Linked DNA regions of Mus musculus: region 1 is linked to region 2. The links are chromatin contacts, called in public HiChIP or PLAC-seq maps. All regions are on one chromosome and are shown on one strand. Each heading gives the region's core, a stretch centred on a gene start, on an enhancer-like site or on the middle of the called end of the contact. The rest is flanking DNA. Distances are from core to core; before and after follow the strand shown. Region 1 overlaps Gosr1 (golgi SNAP receptor complex member 1). Region 2 overlaps Gm46288 (a long non-coding RNA gene).

Region 1 (5,318 bases), core at 2,295-4,794, 89 kb after region 2:
CTCAAGCATGGTAAACATGACTCTGGCAGGCCTTGCCCTTCTCCCCATCCCCTCTGCCTTGCTAAAAACCATTAGATTACATTCCACCAAGGTCTATTTATCCCCTTATTTGGCCACTTGCTCCTCTTGAGGCTACCAAGGTCCAGCTATCAAAGTATTAAAATTCAGTACTCAAAAGCCTTGGCTCACCTAATTAACATACCCAATTAAGTTAAACACCTCATCCTAACATGGGGTTTTTCATGTTTTCCCTTTATAAACCACCATTTGCCTATGGATATCATCTCATCATCTCCTCTCTATCCACAGGCAGGACAAACACTCCTCCCCTCTCTCTCTCATTCCCTTTTCCTTGCCCTTTATCCTCTATCTTTTGTCTGTGTCTCTTATTCTTTGCCCTCTGTCCCTATGGGGCAAATAAATCTCCTTTGGTCTGAGAACCTGGTCTTGGGTTCTTAAGCTGATATTTCCTCTCAGGGCTCAGAAGTTAAGAATGTTTGCTGCTTTGCTAGAAGACTCAAGTTCTGTTTCACACAACCCACACTGGGCAGCTTACCTGTAACTCCAGCTAAATCCTCCTCTGGCCTTTCTCTGCATGTGTGCTCTTACACACACACACACATGAAAAAATAAAATAACATCAAGTTGTGGCATCAGGAAACCTAAACTATGGTGGATACACTCTTGCTCACTTCATCTTGCAGACCGTCCCTCCCTTGTTTCTAATAGTCCAGCTCAGGAGTGAGAGAGTCAGGAGCATTTACACCTACAGTACAACAGCCATCCCTTGGCTAGTGGCTAAGTTAGAAATGGGTGTGGTTTAGGCTGGGGGACTTGGTGACAGCTATTGGAAAGCTTATGCTTTTCCTATGGCCTTCAAGCTGTGTAGCAGCCATCTCTGTCATCGTAAGGAAAGATCCAGTGGAGGGCCAGGTAAAAGGTGACAAAGGTGGTGAAGAGAGGGAGGTGACATGGGAAACCTCCTGCTGACGATTAAACTGATAACCACACCAGGCCCTCAGGTTTGTATGGCAGGCACTGGCCACTGAGCCATCTTTTAGGCCCTGAGCACACACACTCTTGGAATGATGAGTGCTTTATCTGTAGCAGGCACTATGCTAGGGTTGGGGATACTGCTCCTTTAAGAGGACTTGGGGCTTAGGGAACAGACACATTCAGGGAGGAAAGTCACAAAACACAATGGGAACAAAACTGAATGGACAACTCAGTTTCAACCAGTATGCAAACTAACCTAACTATCCATTGCCACTTCTGTTTTTACTTTTGAGAAAGGGTCTCACTGTATAGCCCTGGCTGGCCTGGAACTCAGAGATCTGCCTGCCTCTGCCTTCCAAGAGCTAAAGGAATTGTGCTACCACGCCTGGCTTCTATTTTTTTTTTCAATAGTTACATAAAATACACTTGCACATTCACCAAGTTGCCTCTGTTACTGCTGGTGATTAAGCTTATAGTTTATAATAAATAAGTACCCCAGCTTCTTATGAGGCCAAGGCAGGAGGATCACCTGAGTAGCTTAGTCTAGGTGCTCTTAGCAGCCTGGGTGCAGTCTGTTTCTTCTTGAGATTGAAACATCCCATTTTGCAGGGAGATAAACAACTCAAAGCAGCCTCAGGAAGTCCTTGAAACTGACCAGATTCACTAGGCCCCTCCCTCCCTCCCTGCCAGAGTAAACAGAGCTAACCTGAAAAGAAGTCTCTTAAAACCAGCCCAGGAAGCACACCAGAAAGAAGTTAAAATTAAAACAAAACCAAAACAGACTAGCAACCTGCAAGAGGTTTAGACCATTGTCACTTGGAAAGGACACTCCTCAAGCTGCCTGCCGGTTGTGCACTGTGTCCAGGTCCCCTAGCTTTTGTGAGCTGTCACCCATGCTGGAGTGGGCCTTGGTGATGCAGCCATCTGGGTCATTTCTGCTCCTTTAAGTCACCCCACATCCCTGTCCTGGAAGTGACCACAGTAAAGCTCAGTGGCTCACCAAGCTGGACACTGATCGTGTCTGTACTTTGGTCTGTCGAAGGGACGTGTACTGCACCACCCCAGAAATGACTCTGTATTTGATGACCTTTATGTGAGTCCTGGAGATTCAAATTCAGGTGGGTGACAGGGAGAGAAGTGGGGCTAGCAGAACAATATGATGATTTCATGGAACACACACTGGGGGCTGAGGAGACGACTTAGTGGACACAAGTGCTTGCTATAGAAGCATGAGGGACTGAGCCCCCAGGCTCACATAAAATGTCAACGCACAGTGCAAGCACCTGCAGTCCTCATTTTCCTACGGGGAGAAGCTTACGGGCCAGCCTGGGGTAAGCAAAGGAACAGCAGACACCCCGTCTCACAGTAGTGGAAGACAAGGACTAGTGTCTGAGGTTGGCCTCTGACTTCCACATGCGTGCCACAGAAACATGCAATGCACACAAAGAAAGAAAGATCATGGGAATTTGAAATGTGAATCTCCACTTTGCCAAATTGTCCTGGCCCTGTGGATATGGGCCAGGCCCCTTTCTTGAGCCTACTTCTTTATCTGCAAAAAAAATCAAAAAGTCCCCACTCTGTCCCCTCTATGGGGTGAGAGAACGCAGTGTGGGTAAGGCAGTGTGCTGTGTAAACTGCCCAGCATGTGTGAGCACACGTGGTTTGGGATGTGTGCTTTTTACACTTGACTAGTAACAACATTGACAAAGGACTGGAAAGTGCCAAGCAATGCCAGGGATATCCTCTTTCTTAGGCAATTAGATCTCAGGGTAAGAGTGCCCTTAAACTACTACGGACCAGACGATGTTCACCGTTTGAAAATCCCAAGTTCCTCCTCACAGTCATCTGGGAAGACCCCACCCCTGAGCGTCTCTGGTGCAGTCTTATCTACTTTAAGTTGAGAAGCTAAAACTTTAAAGCAGAGGTCACAACTGACAAGTGGAGCCTCTCCTCCGCCCTGGGACTTGTGTAGTCACAATCTACCAACAGGTACAGCACACCTGCAGTGTCCCCGCCCCTTCCAGTTGCCTACAACTGACATCCTCCAAAGTGGCAATTAAACCACAGTGTGAGGCGGGGTGGTCACGAACACATGCAGGGAATACTAATGTGGAGTCAGAGCTTTTAAGGACAAAAATAATTTGTGAATACTTTTGTAAATATAAATATCTATAATGAAATCTCTGGTGAGCTGTTCTCTAGAAATAGTGTTAAACATAAGTTTATCACAAAGTAAAGCAGTCCTCACACGATTCAATTGCTAAGGGCTCTACCAGTGTGCATAATTTGCACCTCTACCCCAATAAAACGGAGAACAAAAAGAACAAGCCCTTCACCCCACCAACATTTCACAAAGGATACTGGCCAGAGTGTTCATCTTGCTGTGAATTGACTTGAGCATTCCTCTCTGGGAAGTCATATTCTCTTTTGTTGCCATAGCAATGCTTCAAGGGGAGAAAAGAGACAATTTGAGTTGGCACGGGGGCACTACATTGTTCAGATCTTCACCCCTCTAAAGACAAACAGAAAGCTACAGTGATAATGGGTACCAATCCCTGCCCAGCTTCCTGCCCACTGTTACACAGGAAGTCTTGTTATGAGTCATCTTGTGTTTTCTTCAAAGTAACAAATGAAATGAGACATTAAGAGACAAATCATACGTTACAAAGCTTCTTCAGTGGCTTAAAGAAACCAACCACTAAAATAATTTTAATCAGGAAAAACTGTTAAGAGGAACGAAACACCATTAAAAAAAAAATCATGAGCATAAGAAAGGGGCCCAAGTGACACCCACATTCAACCAGCTTCCAACATATAAACAAAGGGGGACTGAAAATTCGAGAAGAACTCAGTAGGCAGATCTCAGGATTCACTAAACACACTGTGAGAGGGGAAGAGCGGCTCTTTTACGGAACAGCCACGCTGACCACCTGTTATGAGTTGACCCTCTTCTGCTGTCACTTCCAGTCAGGTATTTTCATGATTCGCCCCGATAGGAGGATCCTAGAGAGTAGGGTCAGTGTCCACTTTGGTAAGTAACACAGAAGAGGGTGCTTTAGAGAGTAACATAGAAAATGCAAAGGGGCAGTTTTGGTTAGATAGGATCAAGAATCATTGTACTCCTTTGAAATAGTCTAAGAATAAAGATAACTCTAAAACTTATTTTAAAAAGAGTCCTGGAAATTGGGGGAAATGCTCGCTAGATACAATTTCCTGGTGTACCTTAGGCACATTTTCTTCCGTGGAGTGTCCAGAACAAAAGCACTCCCTCTGGGGAAGGACTGTTTGAATCCCTGGTTCCCTGGAAGCTGGCCAGAGGGGCTCCGTAAACCTTCTCAAGCAAGAGACCTACACGGAAGCCCTGGAGCCTGGCAGTGGGAGGCTGCAGACCTGGTGGTCTCGGGGCTGAGGAAAGAACCCCTGCTCCCTTGGCTCCTGTGCTTGCAGAGGGACTGAGGCCATGGGGCTTCCAGGCTCCTGGAGGAGACAATCACCCAGGCCATCCACTGGTGGCAAGCTGCTGGGCATTCATGGGCAAAGCCTCACAGAACAGGCTGCTAGGTGTTTACTGAAGAGAGATGCTAGAGGAATGACAATTAGTCAAGATAATTTCACTACTGAGAAGAATACAATGAATGTGTAAGGAGACACATAGAAGGATATTTACTGAAGTAAAAAACCAAAACGAAAACCAAAACCAAAACCAAAACCCAGCAACAAAAATATCAGAAAACACCCAAAGAAGCCAATGACCTCAAAGAACAAAAGCAGAAAGGCTTAAGTTTGGCAAAGGCTGTTTGGAAAATCAAGGAGTGGCTGTCTAATGAGTGGCCAGGAAATGGTCACTGAAGATAAAGAAATGAAGAGTTACTGACAGGCACACTGGTGACATAAAGGAAGCAGAAGAACGAGACTATCTTTCATAATGCTGCCAAGACGACCTGGGAAGCTATCTGTGGGGCTCTGGCCAAGGAAGGTGAAGCAAGTTCGTGTCACTAAAGTGCACATATACTGGTGGTACTGTAAGTGGTCAGTTCCTTAAAGAGGGGCAGTGAGGAAGGCCAGGCAGAGTGTCATGAAGATCCTAGAATCCAGGCCACTGTTTCCCAAATGCTTGGAATACAGGCGTGTGCCAGAGGATGAGGAAGAAATGAAAGCAGCAGAAGAAATGGAAATTGACCAAATTCTGCTTGAAATTACAACAAGGGCCTGTATAGTCTTACAGAAAGCAAGAGAACTCCAGCCTGTAGTAAGGGTCTCTGACCTACAGGCCTCTGGTTTTCTGAAGGGGAATCATCATTATCTCATGTGCACTTGACTCA
Region 2 (5,009 bases), core at 85-2,584:
TTCCTCGGGACCCTTGCTGGGGGCTATGGTGAGGAGACGCAGACTACAAATGACAGATAGTATTTGATTCACATCAGTGCACACAGCTGTAGCTGGTGTAATTGTGTGGTTGGAAAACGACGTCAGCCACAAAAGCAAAGCATTTAGTTGGGGTAAAATTTCAATACTCTGAAATCGTCAAGATCAAATTATTGGGTTTGTTGTTGCAAGAGTGAAGGGAGGAAAAATCACGGTGGCCTTTTCTTTGATTCATTTCACGTTCCAGCCCTGTTCAGAAGCCATAGTTTTGCATCATCAAATCATTTCCAGGACATCTATTCTGCCCTAGCAATGAGTCTGAGTTGCTTCGGGCCACAGTGATAGCCCTACCTCCCATCCCAAAGTGCCTCTGTAGGACCTGACATTTGTTTATCTGAAAGCAATGCCTGTCTGCTGGCGGCGTTGCCTATGCTGTTGGCCCTCACAGGGAACAGGCATCTTTCTTTACTGCTCCTGTAAGCAGCTATTATGCATAAAGATGAAAGCAAAAGCAAGCACCAGGCCTACCCTCGGATTCTGCAGCATCAAACCAGCAAGCAGGGGGATTGTTATGATTTCAACGCCATCCTGGAATAGAGTGTGAGGCCCTGTCTCAACTGAACCAAACCAAAGAAACTCCAACAAACACCACCAATTCCAAAAGCCCGCCTTTAGAATACAAACTGCCCGTCAGTGGGCTGTTTTCTCATTTCCTCCTTGTGAGACAACTAGACTCAGACAAACCCCGATGTCCAATCAGCGTGACCTTGGCAAGGTGGTCCTGTTTCATAGGAAGGATCGGATGTAGAGCGTAAGCTGGGGCTTCAAGTAATAGAACCCGAGGAAAGGTTGGGAGTCAAGTTCTGTGGTTGAATTTCAGGGGTGGGGGTGTTAGTCCAGCCAGCCAGCAACCTTCCTGTGTGGCGGGCGTGAAATTAACTGCCAACCCAGAGGAAGCTGGAAATTCAAGTTGCCCAGATTCATGTCTGCCTTCTACTGATTACAGTCTCTTTGAGGACAGGAACTGTGCCTTTTATGTCTGCTTCCCCAGTGCAGAGAGCTTGCTCAGTGCAGAGAGAGAGAGAGACAGAGACAGAGAGAGACAGAGAGAGAGAGACAGAGAGAGAGACAGAGAGAGAGAGACAGAGAGAGAGAGACAGAGAGAGAGACAGAGAGAGAGAGAAGAGCCTAAACTTGAATTTACATGAGTTACATGACTGCACTCATTTGTGCATTGAGTATTTCTGGGGTGTTTGTATCAAACGCTGTGCTGATTCCTGGAGACAGAGAACAGAAGATGCTCCTAGTAGCTGTGCCCGTGGGGTTTTTGATCCATGACAGGACACGGTAATGAAGTCTAAGGGAGATTGGAGGAGGAACAGTGGACAAGAGCTCATGTCAGACTGGGGAGAGGCACCCCGCCTGCTGTCAATGGGGTCTGCAGAACATAGAGCAACTGGAAGGAAGGCTTTCGGATCTGGAAGTCTTAGAAGTAGCTTAGATACCCTTGGTGGTGAAGCGAGCAGCGAGGAGCTGCTTTTAAGTAAAAAGATGAAAATAGTCGGAGCATGTGCCTCCGCGGCCTCTGATAGTCCGAGAGACCAAATGTGTGCAGAGATCGGCTTCCTTGCTGACAGCAGAGACAGAAGAAACACAGCGGGAGAGGAGAGCCATGCTGCTGGGCTCTCACAGATGGTCTAATGTGTCGTCCTGTAGCGGAGAGCGTCTAAAAACCGGCGGTGACGCGCCCTCTGCTGGACTAAGGCCGTTCTGCAACCAGCGGACTCTGTAAAGCTAGGTTGGACAGCGACAGGAAGGAAGCTCAAATCCAAACAGCATCGTCATATTATCCCTGCTGGTTCCTCCCAAAGACCAACTCAAACTCCCCAAAGGCTTACGTCTACATAGACAGATCCAGTATCTCGCTCCCCTAACCACCCGCAACTTCCCTACCGCCCAAGAACACAAACTTATAAGGAATGAATGATGGGTTAAAACTCCTCACTGTACTGGCCAAAATCATGATCTCCTTTAGTTTCTCAGTACCAGTATTGGACGCGCTCTTTGGAAAATACTGAACTAACTGGTTTGAGGAGCAGTCAGTAGTATTTATGAATATTCGTAAGGCTCTGGGTTCCATCCCCAACACCAAAGAGAGAGAGAGAGAGAGAGAGAGAGAGAGAGAGAGAGAGAGAGAGAATCTGCGTGACTTTATATAGACTTTGTAAGTGCTGGGGATGGAACTTGGGGACTCACAAGGCAAATGTTCTAATGCTAAGCCATAGCCAAGCATGATTATCTTTTCCTTGATTTATTATTTTGGGCGTTGGGGGTGGAACCCAGGGCCTTCAGCATGCTGAGAGTTGCTGTACTGCTGAGCTAGACCTCGGCCCTTTCACCCCCATTTTCTGCAGTAATGAGAAATGGATAATGATGCAGACAGCTGCAACGGCAAGGTCCATATCTTACTTATTGGCATCTCTGTTCCCAGGATTTTCTTAAAAGGTTTTAACGCCCGCCCCCCCCCCCCACTAATCTCTTCTAAACAGTGGTAATTATAAATCCCCAACAAAAACCCAGAGGCTTGTGTGCCTCTCTCAGGCTTTTCATTTTAATAGATCCACTAATTAAAAGGTATAATTTAACAAATAATGACCTAATCATCTCACTCTGAAATCAGACGGAAACCCACTACTAAAATGTTGGACTGGGTAGCGATAATGGATCCGGGCTCAATTCAGCCCCCTGCTGGGTCCAGCCTGGCCCTCTTCCAGCTGCCTTTGATTAGCTGCAATGGTTTTCCAAGCCATTTAGAGCACACCCACTAGAGAGAGGAGAAGTGAGCAATTTAAGGGGCTAAGTGGTTTTTTGGACCCACTCCCACTGCTGACAGCACAAGACAGAATGCTTACCCCTTCCTCACCCTTAGTCACCGTCACTTGGTCAATCCCGTTTTCTCCCCTTCCTTCTCTGCCCCCTGCGGGGAGAACGCTGCTTGAGCAGTGGGAAGCAGGAAGGGGTTGTGGCAAGGAAGAATAGCCACGAAACCAGGTGATGCCCCTCGTATCCAACATCGGAAGTGGTTAATGAAACAACAATAAGTCAGGAAGGCAAGATTGCTTCCCACCTACCCCACCCCCTCCGTTCGCTGGGAATAGGGCATCTGTGCCAGGTTAAAAATAGCCTTGTGTTCTGAAACCTCCCCCGCTGCCCGAGCTCACGCCAGTCTCCTGTGCCACCCAGGGCTCAGAAGGAACTCATTCTGCATGGCAGGAGAGCCTCAAAGGCTGGCCCCTTTCTGGAGTCCTAAGGAGACTGGGGACTTTGAAGACAGCAGGGAGTGGCAAAGGCTCCCTCGTGCGGCTGAGGCAGGAACTGCTAGATGAGACCCAGGAGGATACAAGGCCTTGTAGGGCTTGTAGGGTTTTGGGAGCAGTGTGCCTGCTCGAGGAAGCAGTTTCCAAGTCTTGCTCCGTTGTTCTGGTTTCCTTTCTGATCTTGTGATAAAACTCTCTGACCAAAAGCAACCTAAGGGCTTATTTCATCTTACATATATATGCAAGTCACAAGTCCTTCGTTGAGGGAAGTCAAGGCAGGAACCTGAAGTGGGGACTGTTTGCTAGTCCATGAAATACTACCTCTGACAAGGATATGAACTCATGGCCCAAGAAAGTACAGCAGGAGCCATGACAGATGCTACTTCCTAATTGGCCGACATGTGGTCTCATGCCTAGTTAGCTTTTATATATATATATATATATATATATATATATATATATATATATATATATATATAAAACCACCTGCCTAGGGCTGGTGCTGCCCACAGTGGGCTGGGCCCTCCTGCATTGATTAATAATAAAACATTCTCCCACCATCAGATCTAGACAGTTCCTCAGCTGAGGCTCCCCTCTTAAATGACTCTGTGTCAAGTCATGACTGTGTCAAGATGACAGTGGAAGCCAACTAGGACAGTTGTATTCCTATCCCCATGAGCATAGCTTGAAAAGCTACCTCCATTCATTTGTGGGGTTCAAGAAGGACACTAGCCTATCGGGTGGTGGACCACACCTTTAATCCCAGCATTCCTGAGAGGTGGCTTAGTGGATCTCAGAGTCCTCCTCCTTGCAAAGCTGTTAGTTTCTGAGGGGCCACAGCCAGTCTCCCTTCACTCTGTTGTGTGTCTGCTCTGTGGCTGTGAAGATAGTGGTCCTGAGACCCAGGCCTGTATTAGATTTTCATCATTGTAGTAAAACACCTGAGATGGGCTTGCTTTATAAAGGAAAGAGGTTTATAGGGCTGGGGAGATGGCTCAGTGATGAAGAGTTTTGCTGATCTTATAGAAGACGTGAGTTTAGTTCCCAGGACACACACTAGCAGGCTCACAATTGCTGTAACCCCACCTCCAGGGGACCCGATGCCTTCTTCTGGCTTCCAGGAGCATCAGCACACTGTGGCACACATCCACACACATCCATATACATAAATAAAAATCGATTTTAAAAATAGAGAAAAGAAGTTTACAGGCCTAGCAATGCTGACACCTTGGGGAAGGGCAGGCTCAGGAGACAGAGGCCAGTGTAGGGCTGCATGAGTCTCTCTGTCTTGGAAAGTCAAAACTAGGGCTGATAAGATGGCTTCATGGTAAAACATGCTTGCCTCTTGTAGTTGTTTCAATATGTTTGGCCCAGGAAGTGGCACCATTGGGAGATGTGGCCTTGTTGGAGGACATGTGTCACTATGGAGGAAGAACTCTGAGGTAATATATATGCTCAAGCTCTGCCCAGTGTGAGACACAGTAGTCCTCTCCTTGTAGAGCACTCAGCTCCTTCCCAGCACCGTGTCTGCCTGCGTGCCGCCATGCTCCCCGCCATGGTGATAGTAGACTAAAACCTCGGAATCTGTCAGCCAGCCCCAGTTAAATGTTTACCTTTATAAGAGTTGCCTTGGTCATGGTGTCTCTTCACAGCAATGGAAACTATGCAGACCTG

Evidence for each region. HiChIP or PLAC-seq counts read pairs in DNA pulled down with a chosen protein or histone mark.
Region 1: a contact with region 2 is called in a BATF HiChIP or PLAC-seq map of CD8 T cells, with 5 read pairs. The contact joins two enhancer-like sites. A contact is called at or near these places in 11 of 484 Hi-C or Micro-C datasets (brain, cerebellar granule neurons, cerebellum and 5 more) and 4 of 115 datasets of contacts at active chromatin or transcription factors (CD8 T cells, bone marrow-derived macrophages, embryonic basal ganglia and 1 more).

The regions. Positions count from the first base shown.
Region 1 is chr11:76,731,212-76,736,529 of GRCm38.p6, forward strand. Gosr1 (golgi SNAP receptor complex member 1) reads right to left here. Exons shown (of 9, transcript NM_016810.4): 8 at 3,358-3,440. Among named protein-coding and RNA genes, the nearest start is that of Gosr1, 30 kb to the right of the region's middle. Within about 2 kb of position 3,545, at least 72 of the 459 cell types and tissues checked have an H3K27ac peak or open chromatin away from gene starts, as enhancers often do. A contact at or near this core is called in CD8 T cells and bone marrow-derived macrophages, where this site is marked.
Region 2 is chr11:76,644,402-76,649,410 of GRCm38.p6, forward strand. All of the region lies in intron 1 of Gm46288 (a long non-coding RNA gene), which reads left to right. Among named protein-coding and RNA genes, the nearest start is that of Gm46288, 20 kb to the left of the region's middle. Within about 2 kb of position 1,335, at least 38 of the 459 cell types and tissues checked have an H3K27ac peak or open chromatin away from gene starts, as enhancers often do. A contact at or near this core is called in CD8 T cells and bone marrow-derived macrophages, where this site is marked.